Regions from separate parts of the Mus musculus genome. Here regions 2 and 3 are each linked to region 1. A link is a contact called in public Hi-C data. All regions are on one chromosome and are shown on one strand. The core of a region is the stretch at or near the end of the contact, and the rest is flanking DNA. Distances in the headings are between cores, read along the strand shown. Region 1 overlaps Lrmda (leucine rich melanocyte differentiation associated). Region 2 overlaps Lrmda (leucine rich melanocyte differentiation associated). Region 3 overlaps Lrmda (leucine rich melanocyte differentiation associated).

Evidence for each region. Hi-C and Micro-C count contacts between places; a contact is called where the count stands out from the background.
Region 2: a Hi-C map of uterus shows a contact between it and region 1, with 6 times the contacts expected there. The contact joins two enhancer-like sites. A contact is called at or near these places in 2 of 484 Hi-C or Micro-C datasets (both in uterus) and 1 of 115 datasets of contacts at active chromatin or transcription factors (embryonic hindbrain).
Region 3: a contact with region 1 is called in a Hi-C map of uterus, with 5 times the contacts expected there. The contact joins two enhancer-like sites. A contact is called at or near these places in 5 of 484 Hi-C or Micro-C datasets (all in uterus) and 2 of 9 other capture datasets (embryonic tail and embryonic trunk).

The regions. Positions count from the first base shown.
Region 1 is chr14:22,112,970-22,116,802 of GRCm38.p6, forward strand. The region is part of intron 2 of Lrmda (leucine rich melanocyte differentiation associated); the gene reads left to right. Among named protein-coding and RNA genes, the nearest start is that of Gm41107, 84 kb to the left of the region's middle. RefSeq lists an enhancer at 246-2,982. Within about 2 kb of position 2,247, at least 40 of the 459 cell types and tissues checked have an H3K27ac peak or open chromatin away from gene starts, as enhancers often do. A contact at or near this core is called in uterus, where this site is marked.
Region 2 is chr14:22,904,925-22,908,757 of GRCm38.p6, forward strand. The region is part of intron 6 of Lrmda (leucine rich melanocyte differentiation associated); the gene reads left to right. Among named protein-coding and RNA genes, the nearest start is that of Gm30783, 26 kb to the right of the region's middle. Within about 2 kb of position 1,632, at least 77 of the 459 cell types and tissues checked have an H3K27ac peak or open chromatin away from gene starts, as enhancers often do. A contact at or near this core is called in uterus, where this site is marked.
Region 3 is chr14:22,755,559-22,759,391 of GRCm38.p6, forward strand. The region is part of intron 5 of Lrmda (leucine rich melanocyte differentiation associated); the gene reads left to right. All of the region lies in intron 1 of Gm30926 (a long non-coding RNA gene), which reads right to left. Among named protein-coding and RNA genes, the nearest start is that of Gm30926, 44 kb to the right of the region's middle. Within about 2 kb of position 2,008, at least 4 of the 459 cell types and tissues checked have an H3K27ac peak or open chromatin away from gene starts, as enhancers often do. A contact at or near this core is called in uterus, where this site is marked.

The DNA.
Region 1 (3,833 bases), core at 997-3,496:
CAACTCAAAGTAATTTTGGATTTAGGCCACTTAGAAGAGTCTTGGTGGGCAGTTGGCCTAAATGGTACTTGCAGGAATGAGAAGTCTTCTTGGGGCTTCATTAGCCCAGGCTTGGCTGTCTGCAAACCCCAGCTGGGTGGTGAGCCTAGATCTTTCCTGTTTGTGTGTCTTTGTCCCCCAGACCTTACTAGGACCTTTGTCCCTTATAAATTTGGAGCTGATTTAGAATTAGGTATTTGTTTTTCTCCCCACTGAGTTGTTAGCTGTTCAGTCTAAGCTCAACTATGGAATATATTAAAAGCAAACTAAAAACAAGTCAGTGTTTTGCCTCTAATGCTATGGGGATATTTGATTTTAAATCATCTTTTAGTACATCACAAATCTCCCCCATGATGCTCCCTTCCTCACTCTCCCATTTTCTTTCCCCACCTTTTTTTTTATCAGAGACATTTTTCTTCTTCCTTTTTTTTTTTTTTTTGTTTAGCGCAAAAGGCCATTTCTTAAGTCCTGATTTATTCTGAAATTTACATGAGGAAAATGGCTCCAGATCCCACACAAGTGAAACTTTATTTTTTAATCTGGGCCACAGTAGGGAGCCCTGAGAAACGCATTTTCCTCCAGGATCGGAGGAGGAATACATAGTGTTTGTTTAAAGCATCAGGTATTGAGAAATGCAACAGGGTGAAAAGTTTGACCCCAGCTGCCAGATCCGATCTGCTAGGGGTAATTGAGTTGCCATGTTTTCTCCCTCTTCAGTTTAAATCAAGTTTTGCTATAGCCCATTTACGTGTCAAATTGGTAGCTAAACTTGACAACTTCAGGGTGCAGACTTGCTTTTGATCAGAATTTACATGCAAATCATTTTTTGCCTTGAACTGTCAACTCTGATACTCTGAGGGGGACATGTCTGTCCCCAGCTTCTCTCTCTCCCCACCCCCACCCCAAGCCAAAGGGGATGTTGGCTAATGTTATTAATCAGCATGTGGAAAAAAAATTATCTTGATAAATATGGTGGCTAAACTATACTTTCCCTTTTGTGTGTCAGTTGTTGCAGCCGGGCATTTAATCTCCCTTTACCTAGAAGGAAATCAGACAATTATCCAGCACTTGATGTCAAAAGGAAGCCCGAGAATGAAGGTGGAGGGTCCCAGTGTATTGGGGAATGGACTTAAGCCACCAAATCCCGACAAAGGGCCCTGACAGTCTGCATTTTCTTGGGCATTAAACAAAGTCTTTGGTAAGTTTAAAGAATCTTTCCCTGCATGACTAAACTCATTGAGAGGGTTAGAGAGAAAGCTGCCTCAGAAGTCTTAAGCCTGAAAGGTTTTTCTTTTTTTTTTTTTTCTTTTTTTTTTTTTTGATTTTGCCCTGAACCCTCGGGACCCTTAAAACACTTGAGCATGTGTTGTTCCATCCCTCAGCCAGACAAAGGGGTGTTTGCGCTTCCAGAGAGTTAATAACGACAGGAGTAAGTCTTTCTGGTTTTTGGTTATTCTGTCTCCATCCGCTACCTACCCAAATCATTTAACTGTGATTTACACACTGCCTGCCTCAGTTCTTCTGGACATCTGGGCTCCAAGGAGCAAGAAAAGGCAAGGGCTCAAACAACCACCACAGCCCAAAGACAAATTTAGAAAACAGAAGCTTCTAGAATATGCCAAAGATAAAGAGAGCCGGTTGAGAGTACTCAAGAGTTATCCATTGCAGAGCCCGAATGTCGAGTGTCATAATATTAGATTTTTGTTTCTAGTTGGCCTGAAATTCCGTTCCATCAGTGCACCCCCCCTCCCTCATGGGGTGAGAACATCAAACGTGTTTTCTTGCCAGGATGACAGCCAGCATTGTGTCAGATGGGAGACACATGTAAGCCTGACTTGAGAAGTGAAAAACATCTCAAGATTGGGTCGGTGTGATCGGACATGGCCCCACTGCAGGTCTTTCTGGAACCTCCTGGGCCAGGCCCTTTCAGCCTCTGTCCAGCACTGCCTGCCTTGTGTGCTGTGAAATTTTAATTGAATTGTTAATGACACCGAGGAGTGACACAACACACGAGGAACTTCCAAGAATCAGTCAGGAGGAGCCCCCTTTGCTCACTGTTACAAAACAGAAGACACTGGGAAATTGACAAGTCCAAGCGGCGAGGCCAGGGTCGTAATTGATAGCAGGCTGTCTAAAGCCAAGGCCCTTCTTTGGTAATTGCAAGCAGAGGCGCCTCTCTGATCTCACCAGAGGTGCTGGCCATGCCAGAGCGACCCGGCTTTGACGGATGGCCTTCCCGAGGTAATGACTTCGGCATGTTCTCCCCCTCACATGAGGCTGTGTCCCTCCCACTGGAGAAAATGAGCCGAGCATTTTGCTGCCTCTTAAACAGGCCCCTGTTAAAATAACTCTATTCTATTATATAAGCCCTGTAGTGCCAGGGGCTAAATTTATATGGTTATAAACAAGAGATATTACTTTGGAATACCACAATACTGTGTTTTGCTCTTTCTTGAGGATTTCAAATGGTGTTTTCAAAATAATGGATTTTACTTCACGAAGAAAAGAATGAGGGGCGTGTAGGAGGCAGAAGGCAGGAACTCGTTTCCGAATCAAACCTTCATCCTAGTTTGAAATTCCTCTGTGTACCTTCCCTAATTCACTTGCCCAGTATTTATTTGTATTTGTGTTTGTTTTGCTGGCTGCATTTGACTCTCTTTGGGAGCATCAGAAATATTATTTACTCCAGGACCCTGAAATAAGATAGATATTTTATTTCATGGTTTTTACACTCCTCAAAGGTTTCTTTTTATTCCCCTCCCCTATCCATTTTTGGACATTGATATATTTCAGAACTTTTATGTGGCTTTCCCTCCCTCCATCTCCGCTCCCTTCCCCCATCTCTCTTCCTGGAATGTAATTTTGTCTGTGAAATATGACTGTAAGCTCAAGTGTCCCTGATGATCTATAGTACTTCTGGATTTTCACTCTGTTGGTGACAGAAACTGACTAATTCTGATATAGGGACCCTGGGTGCCCCTCCCCACTGTAACTGGTGCTTTCTGGTATGTTTAAAGTTTGGGTCTCTCATAACACAGTTTCCCACCAAGAACCAATCTTAAAAGGGAGCCAAGGAGATCTGTAAAAACTCAACCTTATATTCTTAATTCTCAGGTTCTTGGTGTGTGTGTTTCTGTGTGAGTGTGCCTCTGTGTATATGTTTCTTTGTGTGTCTCTGAGTGTGTCTGTGTGTGTGTTCACACACTCATAGATGGATAAGTTTGATGGGAACCTGAGAAGCTGGGTTCAGATTTTCCTTATTGGGTATTTCAGGGGAATGGCTACAGAAACAGATCCAGAGAGGAGGGAGTCGTTACTAACCTCAAATGAGGCCAGCCTGCTAGAAGCAACGTTGAGATTAGGGCTCAGAACTCCTGATTCCAAGTCCTGAGTCAAAGTCTACAATCCCAGCCCAGTGGGCAGGCAAAGCTGAACGCGTTTGAAACATAGGAAGGATTTGTTGCTAGCGTTCCAATCTGCACTCTGGATTCTGGAAGGGTGGCCTGGGAGGACCGAGGAGCTCACAAAAATTCTCCTTTGTCAGCCATGCGCAGTCTGTGGGGAAGGAAGGGTTGACGTCTCAGAGGAAGCTTTGGGTTGGAGTTGTTTTTTGTGCTGAAATGCATTATCTTAAGGTGGAAGCCAGAATCGTTCATGAAGTTTCTTTAAAGACTCTAGATCCCCAGAGGAGGAATGAGAGGACATTTATTGAGTGCTGACCAGTGTCAGGCACAGTGCCAGGTGACTCCACACATGGGTTTAGGTTTTAGAACTGTTTCTGAGCTCTGAGAGTT
Region 2 (3,833 bases), core at 382-2,881, 790 kb after region 1:
CCCATAAACAACCACCAAACTCAGACACTGTTGCATATGCCAGCAAGATTTTGCTGACAGGACCCTGATATAGCTATCTCTTGTAAGGCTATGCCAGTGCCTGGCAAATACAAAAGTGGATGCTCACAGTCATCTATTGGATGGAACACAGGGCCCCCAATGAAGGAGCTAGAGAAAGTACCCAAGAAGCTGAAGGGGCCTGTAACCCTATAGGAGAAACAACAATATGAACTAACAAGTACCCCCCAGACTTGTGTCTCTAGTTGCATATGTAGCAAAGGATGGCCTAGTAGGCCATCAATGGGATGAAAGGCCCTTCGAAAGGTCTTTCAAAGATTATATGCCCCAGTACAGGGGAATGCCAGACTAGGAAGCAGGAGTGGGTGGGTTGGGGAACAGGGTGGGGAGAGGGTATAGGGGACTTTCGGGATAGCATTTGAAATGCAAATGAAGAAAATATCTAATAAAGAAAAAGAAAAAGTAATAATATCAATGTTAAGTACACAACCTGTGAGTACTGCACACTTAATCTTCCTGCTTCTCTGGGACGTTTAGGCTCAAGGTGTCTTCTTGCTTTAAAGAGCAGATGAGAAAAGAGAAACATCCCCAATGAGTCGAGCCAAAACCCACAAGCAAAGCATGGTGAAGTCGGGGAGCAGGAGGAATGTCTCTTATTTTCCTGCAGGGCCTCTTGGTAGCCACATTGTTAATTGCAGGAAGAGATTTGAAAAGTGACCTGGCCAGAGGGTCTGTGAGCATCAGAAGTGACAAGTCACATAGTTGAGGGGAGTAAAGAGCCAGGGAAGAAGGGAGAGTGAATGGGTGCCATTATTCCATGTCATTGTAACTATAGGTGCACATGCTCTTACCTGGCACATTTCTCTTTGTCCCCACTGAACCCAAAGAATCGTCAACTACCATAATCTCCAGAGCCTGGAAGGGATTCGGGGAAAAAGCCAAAGAAATGATTAAAGAGCTGAAGAAGCCACAGATTCAGTGGGTGTCTCCTCTCTGCACCATGAGCACTGCCTTGTAGGACAGTCAAACAACTAGATAAGTGTTGTTTTGCCCAAGGCAGACAAAAAGGTATGGGAAACATGTCTCCACTCTAGTTGCCAACAGCCAATAAATTTTTGTGTCTTTTTCCTTCCAAGTGGACTGTCAGTAAATATATTTTTTTAAAGTTTTATTGAACAGGGTGACCTCAAATTTATTTGTACTTTTTTTTCAATGAGACTCTGAGCAATTGCAGACTCTCGTCGCTGCAGGCTCCGGTGAGCTTCAAAACAGCCTGTGTTCCTTTCCCAACTCAGTTCTACCCAGGGAAACAGCTACTCTTCTTTGTTGCCAACTTTGTCTGGAGACTAACAGGGTGAGATTGAAAACCCCCTCATCGGACACATGTCACCTCTCATGCCTGTTTCTGGCTTCCTTTGGGTGTGTGAGCAGACTCATTTTATTAAACCATTTTTCAGGGGACAGATGGGAAATCTGTCTTTCCCATTAGTCACCAGAAAGTGACCCCAGCAGCTGTGGAGAGAATTGGTCAAGCTGTTGTAACCAACTAGGCCAGAGTGGGAAAAGACACCAAGCCTTGTCACAAGGTCCCAGGCATTCCCAGGAGCCCTAGAACGGCTGAAGCCTTGTCATTAGCTAAACCTTGCTTGGCTGAGATCCTTCTCCACAGCCAAGGGTGAGGCACTGTGTGTCTAAGCAAGGAAGTGGGACAAAGACTGCTTACCATTTGGCATCCATGTTTAATTAGTTTCTTAATGTTATGGGGGGAAAACATGAAATAAATAAGGACAACTGACCACTCTATAATTTGTTTCTGAAGCTTGGCGAGACATAAAAGTCTACCTTCCAAAACCACACAGCATAATTTATTTTATGAGTCCCCCTCGGCACCAGGTCCAGGCTAACCTTGAGTTGAGAGGCTATGCCTTCTCTCCCTGGTGCTGGTGGTCACAGTGTGTCCTTTCTTGGCAGTGGCTCTGGGCCCAGCAAAACAGACCCGTGAAAGGCAAGTGGATTAATCATTCTGAAGGCATGCTCCACTCCAGCTATTCCTCTGCAGGATGCCTGAGAACCAGCAAGCGGCCACTGTAGCAATTCACAAGGGGACAGAAAGAGATGTCTGAAGACTCTCACACAAAAAGCAGGGGTAGAGATGGAAAGCTTTTATAGGATACTCACTGGAGTTTTCATTAAACTGAAAAGTATATACCAGAAAAGCAAAACAAAACAAAACAAAACAAAAAAATAGATCACCATTCCTGCAGCAGAAACTGTGACAAGACCAACCTTTTTATTACAATCAGGCTTTCTCTAAATATATTATGCCCCGCAGGTCAAAATGATTTACTTCTCTATTTGAGGACATCTGAATTCTATTCTGCTGTTGCCAGTATGTTCTCAGCTGTGCCAAAACTGAGCAGGTCTGTGGTTCCTTTGTAACATCAAAACGGAGGCATTTATCATAGAGATTTATCGTGGGACAGCCTGCCAGATGGTTTGGGTATTTTAAAGGTGAACTGCTCAGGCCTTGATTAGCTCACGCAGACTTCTAGTTAAGACAACTCTATCAGCAGCCCAGTAGAGAGATGCCTTCCTCCACCTCCCCTACCCACCCTCCCCCTGTTCTCAAAAGGCAGAAAATATTAATGTAATGGCAGATGTGGCATAGATTGTCATTTCAGAAAGAGAACCAAGCCATAACCAATCCCACTGATTGCATTCTAATTATAACATGACCCCCTGTTGCTTTGCATAGAGGCAGCATTCATTTTGGGGATCCCACTGTAAAACTTGCAGAGTCAACGACCCTCAAAGGGGCAATTGTAAGATTTAAGCTTAGGTTTTCTTTTTTCTTTTCTCTTCTCTACTTTTCTCCCTCCCTCCCTCCCTCCCTCCCTCCCTCCCTCCCTCCCTCCCTCCCTCCCTCCCCCCTCCTTCTTCTTCTTCTTCCTCTCTCTCTCTCTCTCTCTCTCTCTCTCTCTCTCTCTCTCTCTTTCTTTCTTTCTTTCTTTCTTTCTTTCTTTCTGTCCCTGCCAGGCCTCTGCTGATTGGGCCAGCAAGAATGCATTTGATTATATAGACTGAATTTATTGGGAACAGAACCTTTGTGCTTTGAAATGCCTCTCATTCAAATTACATTCAGACATTCAATCAACATTGATTGTGATATGGACTGGCAATGGGGAATGCCTTGGGTTTTCAGTCTAGCAGAGCTACACTGGATAACTGAAGTTGGGGGAAGGGCAAGCAGTGTTTCCATGACCTTAGGTTTGAATTTCCCATCAGAGGAGGGCTTCTCTGGGGAGCCCAAGGGGGTTCCATTCCCAGCCAATCAGTGTCCCACGATCATGCTTTTCCTTGGAAATTTGGGGGCCTGTGGGTATTCCAAATTTAATTAACTCCGAAGAGCCTTGGAATGTGTGTGTGTGTGTGTGTGTGTGTGTGTGTGTGTGTGTGTGTGTGTGTTTATGTTCCTGTTAAATAAAGTAGTTCCTTAAGTTTAGATTCCCTGTGAGAGATTCTGGATCTTAAAAGGCAGCAAGTACAAGGCCAGTGGCTAGGAGCAGAAGTTCTTGTTAGAGTTGTTCCAGTATGATGGAGAACGACACTATGTTTTCTTATCTGTAAGGTAAAACAGTAGTTGGTTCCAAGGTTCAATTTATGATGTAGGTGATTTAACTATACACACACATATATACACACATATAAACACACACACATAAACTTATGAACAGTTAAATCATTTAATAAATGTATATAATTATATGTATACATTTATATACACACATGCACATATATACCTACAGCTAGCCCTT
Region 3 (3,833 bases), core at 758-3,257, 640 kb after region 1:
CTGTGTTTGCTTGCCCTTTAAGTTGGACTTGGTAGTTGTATGTGTTACTTCTATTGTGACCAGACACCCAGTAGAATCAACTTAAGGGAGGAAGAAGTTATGTGGTTCTCAGGTTAAGAGGATACAGTCCTTCATGATAGGGAAGTCATCTTTAAATTCATGGTAGCAAGTGCATGCAGAGGAAATCCACATCTCAGCAGACCCAGAAACAGAGCATTCGAAAGGAAGCAGAGAGGCCCTGGAACCTTCAGTGTCTATCTCTATGACCCTATATGTGCAAAGTAGGCCTTATGTCCAGAAGTTCCCATGATCATCTAAATCTGCATCATCGGCTAGGAAACACTAAGCAGACAGTTCGTCTTCCAAGTGTGATGGCAGTCACACTGAGTCTTTGCTCACTTGCTCTGGGATGCATTTTTGGGCCCTCTCCTGCATGATTCTGTGTGTCGCAGAAGGTGCCCTCATTGGTTAGAATCCTCTGCCAACTAGAATCTAGTTACAGTTCACTAGTTCACAGAATGGGAATGAGAAGTTACTTGTAAGAAGGGAGAAAGAAGCAGAGATTCTTTACCATGTCTCCCTGCATCCAAGAACAGTGGCTATGCCTCTTCTGTGGCCATGTCTCTCCTCAGAAGCCTCTCCACAGGTCTGTCCTTCATGGTGAACCATGACTCTCGACTCTTTTGATGCTGTCTCTTTCCTTAGCTCATTGAGTATAATGGTAGAAGTTACTTTTCAGATCTAACGTTCACCTTACAGTGAACCAACATTGGCCTTTACTAAGAAGCCCAAGCACAAGGTTGCTATTACATGCAGAAGAATCAGGTTTTCTCGGATCATGGCAAAGAACACATGAGGACAGATCCTTAGGAAACCATTTTGTTTTGTTTTGTTTTGTTTTGTTTTGTTTTGTTTTGTTTTGTTTTAAACCAGGCCCAGAGAGTTTCTGGAATGGATTTGCCCAGTAGTTTAGGGCAATGGTTCTCCACTAGGGAAATCCTTTGACATCCTTGATGTCTATTTAATGATCTCTGAAGATGTCTGTGTTATAGATATTTGTGTGTTCCTGTGTATGCATGTGCAGTCAGGTGCATGCGTGAATGCATATGTGCAGGCCAGAGGTCTGCATTGTCATCTTCTTTGACATCCACCTTTTTTTTTTTCCCCCCAAGACAGAGTCTTTCACTGAACCTGCTACTCACTCATTCCACTGATAGTGGAACAAACATTTTCAGGGATCCCCTATTTTGGGTCACATGACAAAAATAACAGATGTGCCAGCATGCTCAGCTTTAATGTGCATGCTATGCTGTAGCTCAGGTCTACATGCCTCAGTGCCAGGCATGGTACTTGCTGAACTCTCTTCCCAGTCCCTTGAAGACATTGAAAAGTGCATTCTTTTGGAGCAGATGTGTGCTTACCTCATACACAAGGCTTTAGCTAAGGATCTGTGATCTCTCAGAAGGCTCTCAGAAGAGTTCTCAGAAGGAAGGAATTATGAAGTGCAAAGTATTAAAAATGGAGGCTGAGATGCCTTGATCTACAAAATCAGTTTGAGTTCTCCGCCATAGCTAGGTAACACTTTGCCCCACCCCAGGCTTCTTTCTCAAGATCAAGTCCCCTTTTTAGAGTACTCAAATGTTCTCTTTATGCCCTAAAAGATGTCCCTTCAAGTTTGGGCAGCAATTAATTTCTGATTTTGTACTTTGTAACCCAGTTTCTTAGGTTCAGATTGGCAAGAAGTAGCTTGACACTGGAGGAAGAACCTGGGGCAAGAAGGTAAGGTCAGATCGACCTCAAGAGAGCTGGATTTTCAGAAATGATAGGCTAGCTTTAGCTTTTTTCTATGCACCCTAAAGAAGTTCATGGCATCTCCACTGATTAAGAACTGTGTTTCTAAAGTTCTCTGGCAAAAGGACATCTCTGCTCCAGCTAATGCTGATGGTGCTGCACTGCAATACTATTATCCTTGGCTTGAGAACAGAGCGAGCATGTGTGGATGGGCCTGCGATGTTTTATAGGACACTGGCTATAACTTTTTAATGTCATACCACCCACCCACAGCAACCCCATCCCCTGGAGCACTAAATGCCTTTCTTATCACCAATATTTGATGAGAAAATGCTGTTGGGTGTCTTCCTCCAAGTAGACGGGAAATCTAACCATGTTCCTTGCAGCCTAGTGCTCTGTCCACAAGATCTGATTTGTTTTTCTCACCCTAAATTTATAGACAGTTCCAAGGAAGCATATCCTGTTTGCTGTCTGGAGCAGCAGGAGAGTGAGGGAGAGAGTGATTTAGGGAGTTTGTTTTTCTCAAGACTTCCTTGAGCTGCTTTATGGCTTTACAAAAACCGCTGATCTATTCCTCCCTAATTTTATGAGCAAATTGTTCTTTCTTTTCTGATTTTTTTTCCCCCACTGAGTTTTCTTGGCCGACCCAGGCACCAATTATCAGAACTCCCCGGGCATAGTTGGATCCTCCCTAACATGTGTATAGCTGTAAACATATTGACCCCAGAAAATGAGGCTCTAGCTGTAGGCTCAGGCGAAGTCCTGACTTAACAATACGACTTCAAGTGAGAATGCCAACGTGGAATCATTTTTTTTCCCTGGTGACCAACAAGTATCTGTGATGGTTTAACAGTAGTGCAGAGCACCCCTGGAGCCCGTGTCCCCAAAACCTGGCTTAGTAGGGTGGTGGCACTGAGCCAAAGCTTCATTCATTTACAGCTTTCTTTATGGACAAGTGCTAAGAAGGAAGCCATCAGCCAAGAGAAAGTTGTCTGTCACATTCATGAGGAGATGGATAATTATGAATAATTAGAGACAAAGATCCAGTTACAGAAAGGTGTGAGAGGCAGTGCAGAATGTTCCTCCTTTAAAGATGTTTGCCTGGGTTGGACCATTTGCCTGGGTTGGACCATTTCATTACCTTTACTAGGTGACAGTGCAGCCTTTTAGATAAGATCAGCCAAAATGCTGTTGAGAGTGAGTCCTGGCTCATTTAAACCCCTCTTGCTTTTAGGGTCAATCATATATTTCCCTTGCAATCCAGTTGTGTCTGGTTTTTCTAACAAGGGATCTCTTCCTGAGCCATCCTTGTTTAGCTTCCTATAGTAAGATACTCTGACTCCTGGATGTTCCAACAGCTCAGCAGGATAAAAACAAATTTGAGGGAAAAAAAACCAAACCATCACCTAGACACTTTTTATGTGTGCAGCTGTTGATCAAGGCTTTGGTTATTTAAGCTGGTGACATTGACTCTGTGGGCGCAATGACTTACAGAGGTCACCACACTGCAAGTTCACAATAAATGCTGGTAAATTAAATATATTAGAGTATCTATGTACTTCACACTTTTATTTTTAAGCAATGGGGTTTATGGCACAACATAGGCACAGTGGATTTCAAGACTGACCTTAAAGAAAAATACTGACAGAACTTTGGAGAGCCACACTATAGTAGAAAAGGAGTGTGTGTGTGTGTGTGTGTGTGTGTGTGTGTGTGTGTGTGTGTGTGTGTGTGTTGGGGGTGGTCCATTCCTCACTCTGAGAAGGTTTCAAAGCTTTTCTTTGGAAGGTTTAAATTTAAGCTTGAAGAAGTGGGGCTGAGGCCCCATTCTTGTCTGGTGGCCATTCTTTCTGATGAATAAATGTGAAGAGTGCTTTGAATCTGGTTTTCCCTCTGATAAGGAATTTTTTTTTCCATGCTGTCTTTTCTTTGCACCTGAAGGAGCACCGAGGGTAAAAAATAGAGGCCTGTTTCCTGTTCCTAACTGGAGCCCTCAGAAGGCTGTCAGAGGAGAGCAGCAACTCTGTGGGATTTATGCCTGG